Linked DNA regions of Mus musculus: region 2 is linked to region 1. Evidence: chromatin contacts called from public HiChIP or PLAC-seq data. All regions are on one chromosome and are shown on one strand. Each heading gives the region's core, a stretch centred on a gene start, on an enhancer-like site or on the middle of the called end of the contact. The rest is flanking DNA. Distances are from core to core; before and after follow the strand shown.

The links. HiChIP or PLAC-seq counts read pairs in DNA pulled down with a chosen protein or histone mark.
Region 2: an H3K4me3 HiChIP or PLAC-seq map of embryonic stem cells shows a contact between it and region 1, with 23 read pairs. The contact joins the enhancer-like site here to the promoter of Carhsp1 in region 1. A contact is called at or near these places in 11 of 39 promoter capture datasets (the C10 cell line, HPC-7-derived erythroid cells, embryonic stem cells and 5 more), 3 of 15 datasets of contacts at CTCF or cohesin (the G1E-ER4 cell line, embryonic stem cells and pro-B cells), 24 of 484 Hi-C or Micro-C datasets (the G1E-ER4 cell line, the HL-1 cell line, differentiating embryonic stem cells and 4 more), 13 of 115 datasets of contacts at active chromatin or transcription factors (the SCID.adh cell line, embryonic stem cells and stem cell-derived neural progenitor cells) and 4 of 9 other capture datasets (adipose tissue, embryonic stem cells, liver and 1 more).

The regions. Positions count from the first base shown.
Region 1 is chr16:8,670,847-8,673,546 of GRCm38.p6, forward strand. Carhsp1 (calcium regulated heat stable protein 1) reads right to left here and starts at 1,307. Exons shown (of 4, transcript NM_025821.2): 1 at 1,267-1,307.
Region 2 is chr16:8,578,369-8,581,068 of GRCm38.p6, forward strand. The region is part of intron 3 of Abat (4-aminobutyrate aminotransferase); the gene reads left to right. Among named protein-coding and RNA genes, the nearest start is that of Pmm2, 58 kb to the right of the region's middle. Within about 2 kb of position 1,408, at least 20 of the 459 cell types and tissues checked have an H3K27ac peak or open chromatin away from gene starts, as enhancers often do. A contact at or near this core is called in embryonic stem cells, where this site is marked.

The sequences.
Region 1 (2,700 bases), core at 57-2,556:
GGGAATGGCTGAGCTGAGGCTTAAGGATCACTTAGGGACACAATGAACAGTCAGAGTCACAAAGCCGCTAGAGAAGGCCCTGTGGGAAAGTTCGAGCCTAATAGGACAAAGAACAGGAACATGGGACACAGATTGTAATTCGAGTTTTTAAGTGGTTTGAAGGATCTTGCTGTGGACAGTTCCTCTGTCTTAGTCTCCCCAGTGCTGTGAAGGAGAAGGAAGTTATTTACCGCAGCTGGCCTTGAACTAATTATGGAGCCACGATTGAACCTGAATCCTGAATCCTTTTTACCTCCCCAGTGCTGGGACTGCAGGCATAACCCACCACTACTGGTTTAATGACCAATTATTTTTCATTCTCTCCCTCTGGCTTCAGCTTGGAGAGAGAACATACTAAAAGCACCAAGAAGTAACAGTATGGTCAAGAGGGGAAGGTTTTTAAAAAGCCCCTATTTCTCCAGACACTTAGGCTAGCCAGCTCCCTCTATTCCAATCGGCGGGGAAGGGTGGGGGGGTCTCCTATTTTGCAAAGGGGCACCTCCATCTCTCAGAATCCAGGCCCTGAAGGAGAAGTGGGAATCTACAGCTGACCCTGCACAGACCTAAACTGCAACCTCAGAAAACTGTGAGCTCAGAGCCTGGTTTTTTTAAACAAAAAGCAAAACCCAACCTTGCATTTCCGGCCTGTAAACAGGACCGCCAGTCCCGGTGAAGTTTTCCTCTGTGCCCTAAGGCCCCCATCCTGGCGCAAACACCAAGCGAGCGCGCCCTGCCGCTCCTCCTCCCTACAGGCAGCCAACCGCGAGGGGTCAGGGCGGTTCCCCCTCTCCGGGCCTGGCTACTGTCCCGCCGCCCAGCATGCAGCTGGCGAGGCCCGGCCGTCGAGGACAGCTCCGCCTTCCTCTAGCCGCGAGTCTCCAGCACCTCCAGCCCGCCAGAAAACGCAGAGGGCGCGCCTCCTACGCTCAAAAAACAGGTGGCCCAGAGAGAAGTACTAACCGAAGTCAGACAAGTATCGGTGTTGTGGCCACACCCACCCGTCTCCCCTTGGGGACGGTGAGTAACCCGCGCTCCCCAAACTAGCCCGGGCGACTGGAGCACGTCCCGGAGGTGGGGGTGGGGGGGCACCCATCACGGAGCTGGAGAACGAGAAGGCCCCACAGAGGGGAAGCAAAGTGCAGAGCAGGCCTCGGCCCCGTCCCCGCGGCTCCAGAGATCCCGCGCACCATCACGCCCATCCCTAGGGTCCCAGGACCAGCCACTTACCTGGCGACACGTCCTACTCCTCCAGCTGCTGCTCTTCGACTGCAAGAAAAGATCGGGGACTTGGGGCGTGGCCGCGGGGCAGGGCGGAGTGTGAGACCACGCCCCTTGGAGCTCCGGGCCAATGGACGCGCGGCCCGGACCTTGGACTGGTCGGGGAGGAGGAGCGCGGCACAGCTGCTGCCGCAGGACCTTTGTGTTGATGCCCCGCGGGCGGGAGCCGGGGACTCGGCAGCGGCTGGAGGTGTTCTCCCCGCCACTCGCGGGTCTGCGGGCGCCCAGTGCCGGCCCGGTGCCCGGGAAAGTGGCACAATCGGGTCTCGGCGTGCTGTGCCTGCCACTCCCCAGCACAAGTCCGGCCCCAACCTGCCCTTGACTCGAGATAAGCGGGCGCCTTTTTTTTTTTTTTTTTCAAGAATTAAGAGATAGAAGGAAGGCGAGAGACAGAAAGGGAAATATAAAAATGAGAGGAGGGAGGAGTTGTTTTGTTCGTTTTCTATTGTCTAATTGATTTATTCTTCGTGGGCTGATTTTGAGACAGGATAGCCTCAGACTCCCTAATGGATTTGAGATGGGTGTGGGCACCAACCCCATGTTTTTTCAATTTTTATTTCTACTGAATCCCTGAAGCTTTATGTACTGGCTGGTTTTGTGTGTCAACTTGACACAAGTTAGAGTCATCCGAGAAAAAGGAGCCTCAGTTGAGGAAATGCCTCCATGAGATCCAACTATAGGACATTTTCTCAATTAGTGATCAATGAAGAAAGAGCCCAGCTGGTTGTTGGTGGAGCCATCCCTGGGCTAGTGGTCCTGGGTTCTATAAGAAAGCAGGCTGTGTAAGTCATGAGGAGCAAGCCAGTAAGCAGCTGTCCTCCATGGCCTCTGTATCAGCTCCTGCCCAGTTCCTGTCTTAACTTCCTTCAATAATTAACAGAAACATGGAAGTGTAAGCCAAATAAACCTCTTTCTCCCCAGTTTGCTTTTTGATCAATGGTGTTTTCATGGCAGCAATAGAAACCCTTAAGATACTTTATCTGTGGAAGTAAATGGTGTTTCTTCCAATTTTCAGAAAAGGAAACTGAGGCACAGAGACATGCTGTGATCTATCTCCATGGCCAACAAAGAGAGCAAGCCCTCAGCGTGACCCCCCCCCCAGGGTCAAATTCATATTTCCTAGGTGTGGGAAAGAGGTTCCCTGTAGGTGTGGTAGGCAGCAGCCCCCAGTCTTCCAAGAGATAGCTCATCCCTACTGAGACCCTCTAGACCTACCCCCAGGGCATGCTGAACCATCAAAATCAAGAAAGCCAACTCCTCAGGCAAAGAGAAGGGCTCCCTCGGCTCTCTGGCAGGGGGACTAGAAAATGGTACAGTCACCATTCAGGAAGGAAAAAAAAAAAAAAAGACAGATGCCCAGGCACGTGCCCACGAGGAGACTGA
Region 2 (2,700 bases), core at 158-2,657, 92 kb before region 1:
GCACAGGCTGCTTAAGAGGCATTTTCAGAGCCTCTTCTAGAGACGGGCATGAAATAAGCCCGGCCATTGTGAAGGCTTCAAAGGTGTTTCATGTCTGCTGTCATGAGGACATTGCCTAACAGCAGGCCACAGACTGGGACATGTGGCAGCCAGATTGTGCATGCATTTAGGGCTAACCAGCAGTTAGGTCGGTGGCCCAGTTGGAGCCATCTGCAGGCCTAAGGCGTGGCTGGCTGTCACCTGGTGTACTTTATATCTGAAATGGTTTGCCTCTGCTCCATGGCTGATCATCCTCCAACTTGTCACACTGGGCTTATTCTGATTTCACTCTAAGTCTATTCAGACTGAAGCTCCATACTGCCTTTTGAATGCCCCCACCTTTTCTATTGGCCAAAGCAAGTTGCATGGACAGCTGTCCAGAATACCAGAAGTCACAGCATAGGGCCTGGGCATCAAAGACTTCTGACTGACTTTGATCTTGAAGGAGAAAGAGAAATGTGACATAAGAAAGGTGGTCTGTACAAGTGATAACGGGACAGAATGGGGGACAAACTTGGGGACGGAGAGAAAGGAGCCAGAGGCAGGCAGAGGACGTGGGGGCAGGGAGTGAGGGAGAGAGACAGTGAAAGCAAAGGTGCCACAATGAATTCATTACTTTGTATTCTAACCCAATAGAAAAAGCAATAATAAGATATGATCTTCAAGCCTGACTTGAGCAAGCCTGGCATGAAGCTGTTCACAGCAGGCTTAGTGGCTCACACCTGTAATTCCAGCACTTGGGAGGAGAAAGCAGACAAAGCAGGAATTCAGGGCCTTCCTCTGCTATGTAAGGAGTTCAGGGCCAGCCTGGGACACCTCGGGGACTGCTTCCCTAAGACAGATAGGAGAAGCTGTCTTCTGTGCAAGAGACATGGTATAAACCTTTCAGTGCTTCAGGGATTTTTTCTCTAATATTTAACAGATTTTATCCACAGTGGGATGCTGTCTTATTTACTGTAAAAAGATCATGCCTTTTGCCACAGTTGTGGGAACAGGGATTGGGAAATGGGGGGAAGAGTGGAGACAAACCCACGGAGATGCCTGGGATTCAGGCTCTAGAGACCAGAGTCAGAGTGCAGATTTAACTTCATTGTTTATTATATAAGCTTACATACAGCTTTTTAGCCAATTAGGGTATGTTTATGTATTCAAGGGCAAATGGGGTACAACCTGTGTTGTAGCCAAATCTGACTAGCCTGTCCTTGAACCTGTGGGGGAGAGGCCAATTCCCAGGGGCACTTCTATGAAGACAGGGGAAGCAGCCACCGACTTGGGTCCTTTGTGTTGTCTGGTATGCTGGGAGCTATGTCAGATCACACACTGTGTACAGTGCATGGGGATCCTTCAAGGAATGGGAGGAGCTTGTGGTGCTCCGCTCTCCCACCCACTTCCTCCTCCGCCAAGTTTACCTCCACATCTGCCCCACACACATAGCACCTGCTTTATGAGTTCAAAAATATTCGTCTTATTGTGTTTATCTTTCTGTTGGATGGTTTTCGTCAAACAGAAGGAGAGTGCTTTCTCATGCATATTTCTGTTGGGGTGGATTCTAATTTAATGGAGAAATGCTTAGAATAACTTTTCATATTTTTATTGTTAATATTATTTTATATTTTTTGTGTGGAAATGTGTAATGTCAAAATGCTGACTGCTGAAGACTTCTTTATGCAGAATTATTTTGGAGGCTGAAATCCTGTTACTATCAAGCTTTCTATTCCCAGTTTCTGTTTGAAACTGGGGAAAGTGAATTTTAATCAGAAGTGGGTCTTTGTTGAGAAAATTAATATTGTCAGTTGATCTTACCCCCAGCTACTGATAAGGAAGTTGCATCTTTTCTTTTTGTTCTCCCCAAGTGCTAGAGGTCAAACTTTGAAACTCGGGGCTTCATGCACACTTAGCAAATGCTTTACCACTGAGCTTTGAATTAATAATTTGATGTGGCTGTAAGTCTACATACCATGTATGTGTCGTGTCCGTGGTGAATGGCAGCCGTGATCCCAGCCCTTGAAACTGGAGTTGCAGACACTTCTGAGCTGCCACATAGATTCTGGGAATTGAACCTGGTTCAGTGCTCTTAACCTCTGAGTTATCTTCCCAGCCTGACTAAGCTATTTTAAAATGAGAATAGGGGATGGCAAGGTGGCTGTGCAGTTAAGAGCTCTGGCTGCTCTTCCAGAGGTCCTGAGTTCAATTCTCAGCAACTACATGGTAGCCCACAGCTGTCTGTAAGAGGGTCTGATGCTGTCTCCTGGCCTGTGGCTGTGCATGCATCAGAGAATTCATACATTAAATAAAGTTTGAACATATTATAATATAAGTTATATGTGTAAATAATATAATTATGTAACGTCTCTATGTGTATATGTGTATTTATGAGAACATGAGTTGGCACATGGCTGACAGAGGTACCTGCCACAAAGCCCGATGCCCTGGGATTAAATCTCAGGAATCCATAGGGTGGAAGGAAAGAGCTAACTCCTGCAAATTGTCTTCTGACCTTAGCATGTGTAGTGTGGTGGCTATATACCCACCCACAAACAAAATAAAATAAATAAAAATGTAAAATAAACCTAGAGCTAGCGATGTAGCTCAATGTAGAGCGCTTGCCCAGAATAAGCAAGACCGTGAGCTCTAACTGCAGCACCACAAAAAAGAAAGGAA